Regions from separate parts of the Anas platyrhynchos genome. Here region 1 is linked to region 2. The links are chromatin contacts, called in public Hi-C maps. All regions are on one chromosome and are shown on one strand. The core of a region is the stretch at or near the end of the contact, and the rest is flanking DNA. Distances in the headings are between cores, read along the strand shown. Region 1 has its middle 20 kb from the start of SLC2A10. Region 2 overlaps EYA2 (EYA transcriptional coactivator and phosphatase 2).

Region 1 (7,362 bases), core at 3,042-5,541, 160 kb before region 2:
TGAAAGTGAGAAAAGACTACCACCACCCCGAGCCCATCTTCTTCCCTCCATAAGCGAAGAAGTGGCCCTGCCTGGGAAGATGGCGATGGCTGTGCAAGGTGAATGGTGGCATCGCCACTACTGGCCAACGCTGTACAGCATGCAAGTGGCACAACAGAACAGGGCCAGGTTTTTGGCAGTTTCATCCAGGTTTGTTTCACAAACCCAGCATTGCCCTCTGCAGAAAGACAAGGCTTGCCTAAATGGATAAGTAGCTTTGAATTGTAGCTATGCAAGTAGCCCACCAGCACGAGTGGCTTCCCTGCAGGCGTGCTTCAGTCTCTTGGCTGTATATTTAGCTGTGCAAACACCAGGGGCTCCCCCACACCTGTGGGTGTCACGTTGGTGCCCAGCAGGACTCTACAATCCTTTTCTGCTGGCAAACATCCCTGGGGATGTCTGGTGGCCCTGACCATTCCCAGGTCCAGCTGCCCCTTCCCTGAGGAGGAGGAAGGTCTACGTGCTCTGCCACAATGCAGTGATGCTGAAATGGAGAAAGTCACTGGACAGCCCATACCGCACACTAATGAGTACAACACAGCGTCCCTGAGCACTAATGAGTAATAAAGTGCCCCACAGACTAAAGAGCCCCCAAGTACTACCAAGGGCTAAGTAGTCCCCAAATACTCACCTCTCTCTCGGGTCAAATTCCACTCTTTAAACCAATCCCCATTACTTTTTGCACATAAGGCTGCGGAAAGCCTCAGAGGGGCTGTTAGGGTCTATTGTAGGGGAATAAAGCATGTGTCAAAAAGATTTTTAATGCCCAGTTAAAAATGGCCTAAACGCAGCCTGCAGTTACCTGATAAGCTGCAAGGTCTCTACTGGGATAAATATTTTGGTTTTTAAATTGTCTCAGCCCTTGCACACTTACAGGAGACTGGCTTGGCCATAAACTAAAGCTTTGTTGAGTACATTAAAACAATATTAAAAGCCTGTCTTTTGTTCCATAAAGACTTTTAATGCTTGTTGCTTTTTTCCTTATAATTGTTACGACCAGTAAATATTGAACATGTCGCTGTGCTGCAGAGTTCTGTACCTCAGGGCAGATAACGGCTTCGGTGCCCTTCCCAAGGTGTAGGTACCAAAAATGCTCAGGGAGAAGTTAATGTGCCCACAGCTACACAACGGGGCAGTGCCAGAGGACGACACCCAAGTCCTATGTCCGCAGGCTCTGCTCATTGCAAGAGAAAAATATTCCTATTAGTGCAAGTTACTCTCTTTCTTTTTACAGGGAAACCTTAGAGACTGCTCCACTTACCATTTCAGTTAACCCTTTTTTGTGAACAACTGCCTAATTCCTGCATGCTGCAGTGCCCATTGCCATCGCACCACTGCTGGATTCTACGCAGATATTTGGACATCCACGAGTAGGATATTTGAATAGGTAGAGGATTTTTTCCCCCCCAAACTGGTCTGTAATTCATTCAAAGATTCAGTCTCAGCGTAACAGCCAAGAAACCCAGGGTTCAAGCTGAGACAAGGTGTTTCTTCCTTCCTGTTTGTTCCTGTGCTGGAAGGGGTCTCTAGGGCGGAACAGCCTCATGGGGTTCTGCTGCTATTGCTGGGCTTTGGGAAGTGTTTGCTTAGTGGCAAGTGGGGCCAGCAGACAAAATTAATGGCATCTGAAGTTCAGTGTGAGCCTTGACTTTCAGGAATGCAGCATTAAAAACAAAACTTAAAACTTCCATATTGCAAAACCTATTAGCTGCTTTACCATTTTTGCAGTCATGCCAGTTTGCTCATACTGGATCTTTTACCAGAGCATGACAGCTCATTTGTTTAGCTTGGGCCAGGCTTAAAGCTCTGATGAAGCCTAATCTTGTGACCTGTATTTACTTTGGCCGGGGATGGCTTTTGCACAGACGACTTCCTATCCTTCCTAATCTTTCCCGCAGGAAAGAAGCTGGGAGTTACAAGCGGGGGGGAGGAAGCAAAGCCAACCAGACAGGCTGCGGAAGAGAAACAAGCACTGCACATGTCGGTGAAGTGGGTCAGGTTCAGGGACCTTGTCTGTTAGGGGAAGGAATTGAAAGGGGAGTCAGCACCTCTGCTGTCATCAGCGGGGATGCATCAAATCCATCATCAGCCCCTGGAAGCTTACCCATCTGGAAATACGGCTGGCTGCGACATCTTTGGGCTTTTGCGAGTGCTTAGGGATGGAAAAGTCTTTGCTTTGCTCCAACTTGTAAAACCTCCAGCTGAAGCTGGGAAGGGCTGAGCTGCTGTCAGCCAGGGATTTGGCAGCGAGGGGCTGCTCACAGGTTGCTGCTGCCCATCTTGTACAGGGCTGGGAGCTCTCTGTGACCAGGGAGCCAGCACGGAGCCTTCATCCCAGCAGCTTCGCTGGGTACTGACAACCAGCACAAACTCCTGTGTTCCTCACCTCCATTGCTTCAGGGCCTGATCCCGCAGAGGGCACAGCAGCATTCACAATGCAAATACTGCCCAGGAGCAGGCTCCCATGTATCACACCAGTGTGAGCAGGTGAGGTCTGAGCATGCTGACACCAGGGATACAGCTCGCCCTGGGTCCTGTAATGGGGTGAATGATGCTAGTGACACACCAGACTGCTTCCTAAAAATCTTTCTTACATTTTGAAGTAACGTGGCAAGTATAAATGCAACCTTCTAATCCAGCAGCAAGACACTATACACCACGCTGGCACTAGAAGTGCTGGTGAGCTTCACAAAATCCTTGCTTTATACTCAGAAATAGGGCTGCAAGTTCAGAGACATAACAATGGGGCTGAGGACGTTTGCAGAAGACAAAAAAACAGCCAGGTTTGGATTCAATTTGGTATCTTGGGCTTAACCAATTCCCACAGGTTGAAATAAAAAATTTGGAGTAGCTGGAAATATTCCTCAGCTTCATTCCCATGAAAGAGAAAGTACTTAAAAGCATTCTAAGGTTAATGGGAACATGATGAAAGAACCATTTCTGTAGAGTAGCTTTTTGATTAAATGCCTCCTTTAAATGCATTTTCCAAGCATTATAGCAGAGAAATTTGGGACAGGGTTCAAGTCTCTCCCAAACTGCTGGAAAGCAAGTGGTGAGGAAGCAATCTATTGTGCTGCTGCTGAGAGGCTCCGGTTCACAGTTTGAGGACTCTGAGCTGGGGCTGCCAGGGACCAGCACCCATGGAGCAAGTCACCCATTGATGGGGAAACAGAACACCTATGTTTGCCCCAATAAAAGCCCTGAAACCCAGGCTAGTGTGGCCACCTGAAAGGCACATGTGCACTGCCCGCAGGGATTTGTCCAAGAAGAGCATCTTCCCAGAGCTGGCTGATGCTTTTTGCCTCAGAGGAGAAAGCTGGCATCCTAAACCTTCCCCAGTTGGGCAGCTGGGGAGTGCAGGTGCTTGTTGACCCCTCTAATTTGCATTTAAATAGCAGGCCATTACCGTGTTTTATTGCTGTTTACAAATATTTACTTTGGAATGGATTGTTTGCAATGATCTTTTTAAGAATGCCAAAACCACTCTCAATGCTAGGAGACTGTGTGTAAGGGCCACTGGATTTTAAACTATTTAAGAGCAGCTTAATCTATGCCACGTATTGGGTTTAGTTCTGTAATACCCAGTTTGCAAGGTTACCTTGCAGCAAAACTGAGATCAGTAACAATAAACCTTAAAGTGCTTCCATGCAGATATCCATTTCCAACCCAACGGCTTCAGTTCAGAGAGGGATGTGTTTTATGCAGGACACACACAGAAGTGTTGTGTGATTGCTGGATCTGGACCTTACAGCAGCAGCTATTTTCTACCACTACATAGTTGTTCCATAAAGCCCTGATTTCTAAATGACCTCCCAAAACTGAATTCTGATCTCCCTATTGATAAGCTCCTGACCCCTTCTGCTCCACTGCCACCCTGCCTGCAGCTGCTTGAGCCCAAAGGTGAGGGCACAGCAAATCAAATCGATTGCACACTCCCATGCTATGGATGTTAGCGAACAAGCTCCTCATGACCCTTCACCTTTCTGCCATGGGAAAATGTTGGGAGAGTCATTTCACCCTGCTTTGGGGAGCAAACAGCAGCAGCTTTACATCACAGGAAGAACTTATATTAATGCCCACCTAATGAGTACGCTTCTCGGCAAAACCTACATCTCGCAGTGTAGTTAGGCAGTCATGCAAAGCACTGAGCTGGCCTGCCAAAGTTCTCAGGATTCATTAGATGACTGTGGTAACAAGGCAGAAGTTTTGCATTTCTATTGACTTAGTTTTAGTGCTACAGAAGGCACTGGGAAGAGCAGGCAGAAAGAAAGGCTCTGCTGATAGACTGATCAGGCTGAGTCAGTGAGAAGTACTCACAGCAAAGGAAAGCAAATAAAAGGGCTGCCTGTGGGCAGTGGCGGCTGGGAGGCTGGGCTTGCCATCCTCTCTGTGTTTACCAGGACACAGCTCCCACCACTGGCTGCCCCGTGCTTGCAGGGAGCAGCAGCTCCTGGGACGTGAGGGATGGCTTCTGCAGAAACCCTTTGTACCTGAGCAAGAAACAGCCCGAGGCAGCAGCCAGTTCGTTTGTGCCCAGCTCCCAGACCACACCTGGGAGCCAGGCTGCAGTTACAAGGTGTATGTGCGCCCACATAATTACACACCAGTGAGCTCCTGCAGCTCCCTCAGCTCAGGAGAGAGGTGGGATGCAAAGAGTTGAAAGCCAAGAGGAGTAGGTGATGGGTGCCTTTATTGATTACCTGTTGATCTTTGACCATTTTTCCATGAAGGGTGCACATAGAGAAAAGCAAGACCTTGCAGCTTAGGAGCATTCCCAGCACATTTGCATTCAGGTAGGAAACTGTGCTAATGCTCAGGCATTGCAACACCTCTGAAGGCCACCACCCCTGGCCCACAAGGAGCACCAACGGTGCTCAAGCAGTGCCCAGCAATGGCACTTCTCCCCTCTGAGACTCTGCCCTCAGTTTCCTCTGACAAGCACATTCTGCACGACCAGCATCCAGCCTGAGCCAGCACGGCCGTGTGTTTGCAGCAGCCCGTGGTCTTTCATTTAGCAGTGACCTTGGCCAAGGTAACATCAGTTGTCAAGGTGTGACCTGGCGCGATCCCTCACCCCCAGGGCTCCCACCGGCCGCAGTGGAAGCTGCATGGAGCAGCTCCAGGCTCAGCCCCAAGCATTCAAACATCCCGGCGTGTCTGCTCGGACTTCTGAGGAGTGACAAATTACCAGGAAGGGCTCCCCCTGCACCCCAGCTCTGCTGCGCACAGCAGAATTCCCCCGTGCCGCATTAACAGCTAATAAAACAATAGAGCTTTTAGTGGTGGACTTCAAAGACATCTCGGGCAGATGAATGAATTTAGCATTTCTTCACTTACTGTCAGCGCTGGGGGAGAGAAGGGCAGGCTGAGGTCGAAGGCTTCAGCAGGCAGCGGCAAACAAATACAGCCTGGTATTCGGGCTACTGCAGAAAAATGAGTGGTGAACCAGACAAGCAATTGGCAAGCACCAAGTTTTCCTTCTCTTTATCACCGCTCATCCGCTTCTGCTGCCCCTTTTATTTATTTTTTTCTCCCTCCTGTACTACAAGACCACTCTGGAAAACGCAATCAACATTTAAAAACCTCCAAAATTACACCTAAAGCATGGGTCAAGTCACCAGCAGCTCATTACAGTACAGAGAATCTTTATGCAGCCTGGCCCAAACTCAAGCAAACGTAATTATTTTCAGACACAGCAACACAATTGTATTTGGTAATTCTGCCTTGAGGTCCCGCAGCTAATTTACAACCGTGTGTCCATCTACAAAATGGTTTCTGCAAGCCATTAGCTCATTGTCATGTTCAGTCACAATAAACATCTATATGAATTAAGCTTTGAGTTGTGCAACCAAGAGTGGGTTAATATTGCTTAAAAATTATTTGCCTTTTAGGAGCCGGAAAAGGAAGTATGAGAAAGCAAGAAGAGCAGGGAGAACAGCATTTGCTGTGAATAGTACAGAAATGCCATGATTTTTACCAGAGTTGCAGCGGACTGAGGTCACGTTGTGCCATCACAGCTGGCTCTGCCTCAATTGCCTGACAGCTCTTCCTTCACAGAGAGGGGTTCATTATGCCTGGGGCTACAGAAGAAATGATCAGAGCCTCCCAGGTGGGATGTTGGCTCTGGAAGACAAAAAGGCAACACAAGATGTAAGGAGCAGCGCAGTAACAGGGGCAGCTTTACCAACACTGGGGACCTCTGAACCTCTGTGCCTGTTCCAGACTGGGCAAGGACCACCTGGCATTGAAGACCAAGCTCTGGCCTCACGCACAGGAGTGAGGAGGCTGCCAGCACCCACCTGGATTCCTCCAGAGGTCAGGCACTGAACTCCAGAGAAACCACTGCAATAGGGCCGCTCCTTAGGTAGCTCCCACCAGCAAGGCTGTGCCAGCCAAATCTTGACCTTGGATGGAGCCTGCGGGGCAGTTTGGAAGGGATTACAGGTGGAAGAGATCTTAAACACATGAAGCATCGTCTTGTAAGACTGCAACACAAAAGAACTGCCACAAGTAATGCAGCTCAGTTTTATATTTCTCCTCCATTTTCTGGCCAGCTTTTTTTAAGCCACAGCCTTTACTCCCATACAATATATGAGGAAGAAAAAAAAAATCTGCTGGTTTTCTGTGTTTTTCTTTATCCTGACATAGTCCATGATATCTGAAACAGGATATTTTTTTTTTTTTTTTGAGGTGCATGTTTTAGCCTCTTGAATACCATCAGCTATGTTCTAATTTCCAAGTCCAGTGCAAATGACTTGCTCTGGAATATGACTTTCACGATTGCTATCACTAATGGTGCACTCACACACGGTGCCAAATTCTCAAAGCATTCTCCACTTGGCTGTCCTACAAAACGCTTCAGCAGAGGACACTTTCCAAGCGCTCACAACTGCCGTGCAGTGCTGGGATTTGCACGCAGCCGGCTCATGCGGAGCTGGGGCATTGCTCAAAAGCAGCACACTCACAAGCGGGGAGGGAGGCGGCTTCCTGATAACTGAGCTGACAACTTCTAGGTTCTGTAAAACCAGACCCTTCCAAGAATGCCCTTTGTTCAGCGCTAGCAGTCAGTTGCTCCATTCAGTCTCTCTCCCTGCTTGCTTGTAATTTATTCCTTCTAAAAGTCTTGCCTTAGGCTAGCAGAAAATTAAAACAAGGAGCCAGATTTTCTTTTTTTCTTTTATTTTTTTTTCCTCACTTTTGCTCTTTCATCAAGAACAGTGAAAATTTGGCACAGTTGAATATTTTGTTCAGTTCTTTCTTTCAGGCTTTGAAGTCCCCTAAAGCCTTGGTAGGAGTCTAGGCTTCCACTCACATCTGCTTTCC
Region 2 (7,089 bases), core at 631-3,130:
GTAGGATTGTCACCCTGTTCAGTACTAAAGCAATACTCTTGTTAGGAAATACTAAACATAGCAAGACATTTCTCTGGCATAAATCCTTCCTTAGCCAAGTTCAGGCATTTTGGGGGTGCCCAGCATACTGAAGCAGCTAAAGTATGGCTGCCTCAGTGTGGGGGACAATTGTGAGGGAGAAGAAATGTCATCTCTCCTCACCAGAGAGGCAGGTTGGACAAGGAAATCAATTATTACCTTGTTTTGGCAACGGGGGACTGGTTTATTATGCTGTCTGCAGTTTTCAGTGCTGTGCAGAGCAGAAGGTGCTGCCAGGGTATAAAGCTTTGTTGAAACATTCCTAGAAGGTGCCTGATGAGGATAAATCATTTGCCCATAGATACAGCAAGGGTCACACAGTCCTTGCTAGCATTTATGTAATTCTCATTAGCCTGGTAAGGCTGTGACTGGACAGCCTAGCAAAAAATTGGCTTCAAATTCTGAGTGAGGGGCCTGAACTGGAAGTAGTTGTTTGTTTGTTTTTTTCTATCAAAGCCACGTGATTCTTGCCTTATGCCGAAATAATGCTATCAGGCTGTGGCACATCGTACCTCTTTTAATGTTTCAGCAAGACAGGAGAGAGAAATAGGGCTTTCCTCTATGGCAACACACTGTCAACTTGTCCAAGGAAAATAGGCAGCCCTTTGTTTTGCTGCTCTTACATTGAAAACTAAGAAAATGAAGAGAATGAATTACTGCAGTTGATGCAAGCTGTCAGCTTAGTGGATGACAGATGAATAAATAGCAGGAATTTTCAGAGCTTGCTTCTGTAAAAAAAACCTGCCAAATGAACACAGGAGTCAGGCCACTGTTATTCTGCCTTCGCCTCACATGTGCCATAGCCTTGAACCACACACAGTGCCATCCTGCTCCCTGGCACCCTGTTGTTGGCCAGGGTTTTGTATGTTTTCAGGGTCTTCCTGGGTGGGATTCAGGCAACTTCTTCCTGGATACATTGCCTGGAAGTGTTTTTCCTGCTATGCCAGAGAAGGGGAATCTTGGGCGTGTGTGAAAAGTAGAACCAGCAGATCCATTCAAATAAGCTGCTACAGCCCAGCCTCTCTTGGTGCTGCAGCGTAGCAGAGGCCCATTTCCCACAAGATTCACACCCAGCCCTCAGGATAGCAGGAGGCTGATCCCCAGTTTCCAGGGCAGGTGGGTGAATGGAGAAGCCCTAGGCCTAGACTCTTACCAAATACTTCTGGTGTTCTTACAGAAAGGGGTTCTCTGCCAGCAAGTTAACTCTTGAGTAGTAGAACTTAGAAGATGGATTTATTTCCAGCAGATTTGGGCAGGAGGAGGGTCGATACTTATTAAAACACAGCTTAATGGTGTGGCTGCCCTGTAACAAAGAATGAAGGCACCAAACCTTGACAAGGGCAGCTTTGAGGACATGCAGCCACACAAGTATTGCCCTGTTCTGGAGGTTGTTAGAAGCACAACCCAGGCAAGCGAGAGGCATGTGTTTGCTGAGCCGCATTTTCGAATTATAAATATGTGGGTGTACCACACTAATTCACCTACTCATGTAGCACTTTGGTGCTTGTTGGACACATCACCTCTGACTGCAGTTGCAGTACAGGCAGGTTAGATCCCTGCTGTCTGCAAATGCAGGCCATACAAGGTGTGGCCTATAAAGGGCTCTGATCACGCTATAGACTATATGAGTAAATACACTTGAAAGGAAATCTTCTCACTCTTTGTTCCCTTTTTGGGAAATCAGGCAGAATAGGAATTGACCACGGTTACAGATCATGGTGAAGCTCAAGTATGGACTCTGGGCTTTTCAGGGTTGTGCTTTTTCTCCCAGGCTCCTTTTGTTTACAGTGCAACACAAGCTAGAAAATAGTACATTTCATCCTCCCTCTGGAGATATCGTTGCCTAGCACTCTAGAAAGCAAGTGTGAAGGACAGCAGGACCAAGAAGGGAATGAGGAATTAGCAAACAAGGGGATTAGTGTGTTTACAGGTTATTGCCTTTCAGAGCCCTCCCTGGAGGTTTCCTGTTCTGGGAACTGTTAACCCCCTATCCCCACCTTAAGACGAGATGCGAGATCAAGTGATCAGTTAATTCATTAGATGTTTTTTAAAATTATCTAACACAGTACCGATACAAAAATGGACAACCTGTATGTCTGCAAGCTGTTTCTACATGTGCAAGAGACTAACCTAGAGAATATGCAGAGAGAGCAGAAGTAGTAACTGAAGGAGCTTCTCCATGCGTCCTCAGAACGAGCTTGTATTTCACAAGGAAGCAGCAGAAGCTTTTTCCAAGCCTGTGGTACCATTTCAAAGCTGTGCTAGCTCAAGCACCTTTCTGTGTGGGTCCAAGGGCTTGCTCCCATCTGGAGGCAGATTGTGTATCACTGACTGGCCTGGAGATGTCACAACAGTAAGAACAGTTCCGTTCCAGGAGCTTGGAGGATTGACTAGGTCTTACACGTTTGACTCAGTTACAGGTTGCACATTCAACAGATCACGTACCTCTGAGATCCTAGAGTATTGTTTTAAAAAGTCAGCAGATGTGGAAACTGGGTTTTCCATTGCAGACTTCCATTCAGACATTCTGGACCTTCTTTTCAGCAGCCCAGATATCCTGCCCTGATTCCCCACTCACTAAGATCTCAAGGAAATTCTGCGAGAATGAAAAATTAGTCTCGTAACCAAGTAGTAAAACACGGTCCACATTCTTGCTTTAACCAGCTTCCCTGTGTTTTACCCAGTAACATGATAGGCTCAGCCGGCGGACTATGAGGTAGTGTCTCACCAAGTGTCATGGTATTTTATTAAGTCAGAAATGTGATAGCTACTGTTGTCACACTTCAGTGTACAGAACAATTCATTCACAAATGAGAAAAACAGATCCCTCCACAAATACCTTTCCCTTGACTTAATGCCCTGCATCACACAACTGAAATGGAGTGGGCTGCATCAATATTATCCCAGCATGGCTCACAACAGCTATGGAGAGGGGGGCTTAAAAAATGACAGTGGGTGGAAGAGAGAGAGGTGCCAGCAGAAATCTGCAATACAGTTACTTGGTTCCGGTTATACAGAGTATACACCTCAGTCATATGTTGATGAAGAGGACTGAGGAGACAAGAACAAGATAAAATTGGATGACTTGTTGAGAATTATCTAAAACAAGTTCTGCAGAAAATGTCGTGATTATGAGCAAGAACAATGCGTGACATTTTGCGATTGATATCAAGCTTAGTTACTTGTTTGGGGATTTTTTCTTTTTTGGATGGGCTAATTTAAAGTAATTCGTAAAGCCTATAATTATGTAAGGTAGGTGATTGTGTGGTTTATAAAATACTGTCGTGGTAAAGGATAACTGTTCCTTAGTTAGCTGTAGTTGTTCTGACTTCAGTCTCCTTATATCAACTGTGCTTTTACTTCTATTGAAAATCAGCCAGAACAAAGGGTAGTGTTTGCCAGCTTGAAGGCTTTGTTTTCTCCTTACCTACAAGGATCATGGAGAAAAGAGATTAAGGCAGTAGGTAGAAGCTTACAGATTTTCCTCTCTCTAATGATGGTGTTAAGACTAGGAAGGAAACAATAGAAACAACATTTCTCAAGTTTTTGAGGCAGGGCCTCCGTGATTCAAACAATGAAGAATTTTGCAAGATAAGATCTTGAGTACGTACTTCATGCAGGCTGAGCTCTAAGTGTACCTTCTGGTTAAATTTCCTGTCCGTGGATTTCCTCATTACTGACACATTATTTCTTAACTCTGCAGTACAGGGCTATGAAAGGGTGCCTTCTTCAGTGCTTCTCTGCACATCAAAGGAAGCTGAACCCCCTCGGTATGCCCTGGGAAAACACCAACAGGACAGGTGTCTCTGGAAATTTCTGAGACAGATCTCCCCTTGTAATTATGTGGGGATACACCTTCTGTCCAAAGAAGTACTGTCACAGTGGGAGAGGCTGCCAAATCTGTGCCTTATCATGTATAACAACATTTACAAAACAGTTTTCCTGGCTAAAAGACAAGCCCCTCTCTCTCCCTCATATCTGCATAGGAAGGAATTCCACTTAGTGCGTTATTAAGGAGCTGTTGTGCCTTTAGATAACAGCTTGTCTCACACACAGTTAGTTACTTATGCAAGTGCTGTGTAATATTGTTTATAACAGTCAGCTAGCTATACTGTACTAGACAGTGTTGGCAACGTGTAAGATTTTCTCGTAGCATTAGCCTTGAAGTCATTTTTCATTACATGAAGTGTTCTTTAAAATGTTTTTTCAAAGTATTTATTTACTGATGTATTTTTTTCATACGCTTCTCAGGACTGTGACCAGATCCACATAGATGATGTATCGTCAGATGATAATGGTCAAGATCTAAGGTATGGGATCTCCGGGTGGAAGCTGCAGGCCAGGTAGTCCCCAGCTGTTTGAAAATAGCAGGGGTTGGTCAGTGTTGTAAAAAAACTTCCTTGGCCATGTGCCTTCTCCCCTTCCTGGCTCCATGCTGTCTGCAGTTATTAAACACACAGAAGTACAGAGCTGGTGTTCACACATTAATTTGCCTGTGCCTACTGGCAAGCCCTGACCTTGCTCAGCTTTGAACCATTCTAGGAATTATGTTTAAAATTAGGGTGAACTTTGCTCTGACTACACTGGTTTCCAACATGATTTGGCCAGCCAGTTGGCACAAGTGTAGCCAAACCCTTTCAAAACCAGACTGAAAGGTTTCCCACTGCCCAATCTGTAATAAATGGGCTTACTTGTATGGACTGTGGTCCTTGCCAAAGCCACAGCCTTGTCACTGGTGTAAACATACACCAAAACTGCACTAACTATTAATATTGCCTGTTTAAGTTCATTAATCATGTACATAAAAACTATTTTTGTACGATTACATTTACCTTTCCCAAAGTTTTGCTTGTAGTCACTGTGATCAGTGCAAGAAAAAGATATGCAGAGCTCTTACAAAACTTTAGTTTGTGTTTTTGTGGATGGTTGTTATGAGAAATTGGTGCAGAAGCAGCATAGAAAACAATGGAGCAGTTTTCTAGAAAAGCTTTCTCCTTCTGTAGAGAACACTCAAAAGATTTTTTGCTGAAACTGAATTGATGGTTTGTGCTTTGTAATGCACTGAAATGGCACATGCATGTTTTGGTCCTTTGGCTCCTGTGGCTTGTTAGCAGGTGAGTCTGGATAAATATTCAGACATTGATTAAAATAATAATTTGGATTTTATCTCAATCAGTGCAATTACTTTGAGTGAACAACAACAACAAAAGCTGTAAGCTAATAGTGTATCATGAATCCTGTGAAAAGCCCCTAAGTGGTTTCAGTTGTAGATACTTCTCATGCTTATGGTTTGTCTGTGCGGGATATGAAGTTGAGCTAACTGAAATACGTTAAGCATGTTAAATTTATCTGGATGTTCTAATACTGAAATAAATTGGCCTCAGAGCTTTCAAGAAGGGGAAATTACTGCATAGTAAATCAGGATGTGAATGTAGATGCACTGGCTACTGCCCCAGTGAGGTACCAGAAGCACTTTAAGCTGAGCTGGCTTCAAGATGTAGCCCAGGAACGCTAGGTCTGAGTCTCTTAGCATTTCTGTCTCTTCCCTTGCTCTGGTTCAGTTTGTCTGACTCTGCTGGGTGTGTGAGCTGACCCAGCAGACTGTGTCCCATGAGTGCAGCTGCCCTCTTCAACTGCAGCCCAGTCTGCCTTCTGCTGAAGCTCTGAAACCCACCCTGACGCTGCCATCCAGCAAACATGTTAGAATAACGCGAGCTGCTCCATACCCCACCCCCAGCCATATTCTCACAGAATTGATCCAGCTGAAAAGCAACTTCTTTGCTTGTTTTTAAACTATATTGTCTTTAAACTGGAACAGTTCCCTGATCTGATGCACCTCAGTGCTAAAGAAATGTTTGCACTGATACAAAGCGAGGTGCATCAAGGAGGGCTCAAGACAGGAACAAACACCTGGAAGACAGGCTTGCTGCCTTCCAAGACATTGTCAGTTTAGAATGCCAGTGGAACTGCCACTAGCCCCCACCCATGGTGGTAATTACCCTGGGGGTTGCTTTGAAGTTTTCATTCAGTTTTTGTTTAAAAAGCTTTACACAGTGCAGGCATTTAAGGCTTGTTTAGTTATGTTTTTTTTTCTTGATTAATGTGTTCAGTTCATGTTTAACAATATAGCCAAGCAGCCAGAAAAATTCTTTAAGATTTGACTATTTCTGCGGCTTAGCAGCCTGGATGACAGGCAGGTAAGAATTTTCAGTGACCTGAGGACAGTCAGATGTTTTGTAGTCCAGAGAACCTCAGAACTGACAGGAAGTGCTAAACAACCTGTACTGCTTACAGTTGTGGTAGTTGTCGCTGTTTTTTTTTTCAGAGATGAGGCTAATGACTGTGTGGGATCATGGGTCTGGCAACCAGGCTGATTCCCTAGCCTGGAAATAAATCATTCAAGTAAATGAAAAATAACAGGCCACAAATGCCCTTTCAAATCTTTTGGTTCTAGTTGCACACAGAAAAGTTACACAGTGGAAACGAGCATTAGGCAGGGTGGCACACGCCCTTCTGGGATACGTGGGTGAGAGCAGGCAGCAAGGATGAACTCCACGGCTGTACAGCGTGTGCTGTGTACATCTCTGCTGCCACTTGACTCCACATCACTTTTCAGTTGTTTCCGCTCCCTGCTGGCACTGTATAGACTGTGATTCTAATGACCTCTCCCCTTCCCTCCTCCTTCTCCCAGCACATATAACTTCTCTGCAGATGGCTTTCACAGTTCAACTGCCAGTGCAAATCTATGTCTGGGCTCAGGCGTTCACGGGGGAGTTGACTGGATGAGGAAATTAGCATTCCGCTACCGCCGGGTGAAAGAGATGTACAACACCTACAAAAACAATGTAGGGGGTGAGTATTTACTGCCAGACAGCAAGCATGCCTTTCATCATCTCAAATACTTCTGACCCTGCTAGAAGCATGCTGTAGAGGAGGTGTAGAGAACACTGTGATAAGAATATTTTACACTGAGCTGAGCAAGTGTTTCAGCAGTCATTCTTAAATGAGGAT

What was found. Hi-C and Micro-C count contacts between places; a contact is called where the count stands out from the background.
Region 1: a contact with region 2 is called in a Hi-C map of liver, with 1.9 times the contacts expected there. The contact joins two enhancer-like sites. A contact is called at or near these places in 3 of 8 Hi-C or Micro-C datasets (liver, skeletal muscle and subcutaneous adipose tissue).

Annotation. Positions count from the first base shown.
Region 1 is chr21:4,316,475-4,323,836 of IASCAAS_PekinDuck_T2T, reverse strand. No RefSeq gene overlaps it. Among named protein-coding and RNA genes, the nearest start is that of SLC2A10, 20 kb to the left of the region's middle. Within about 2 kb of position 4,291, at least 2 of the 8 cell types and tissues checked have an H3K27ac peak or open chromatin away from gene starts, as enhancers often do.
Region 2 is chr21:4,152,587-4,159,675 of IASCAAS_PekinDuck_T2T, reverse strand. EYA2 (EYA transcriptional coactivator and phosphatase 2) reads left to right here. Exons shown (of 16, transcript XM_072026630.1): 11 at 4,330-4,388; 12 at 6,770-6,930. Among named protein-coding and RNA genes, the nearest start is that of ZMYND8, 84 kb to the right of the region's middle. Within about 2 kb of position 1,880, at least 3 of the 8 cell types and tissues checked have an H3K27ac peak or open chromatin away from gene starts, as enhancers often do.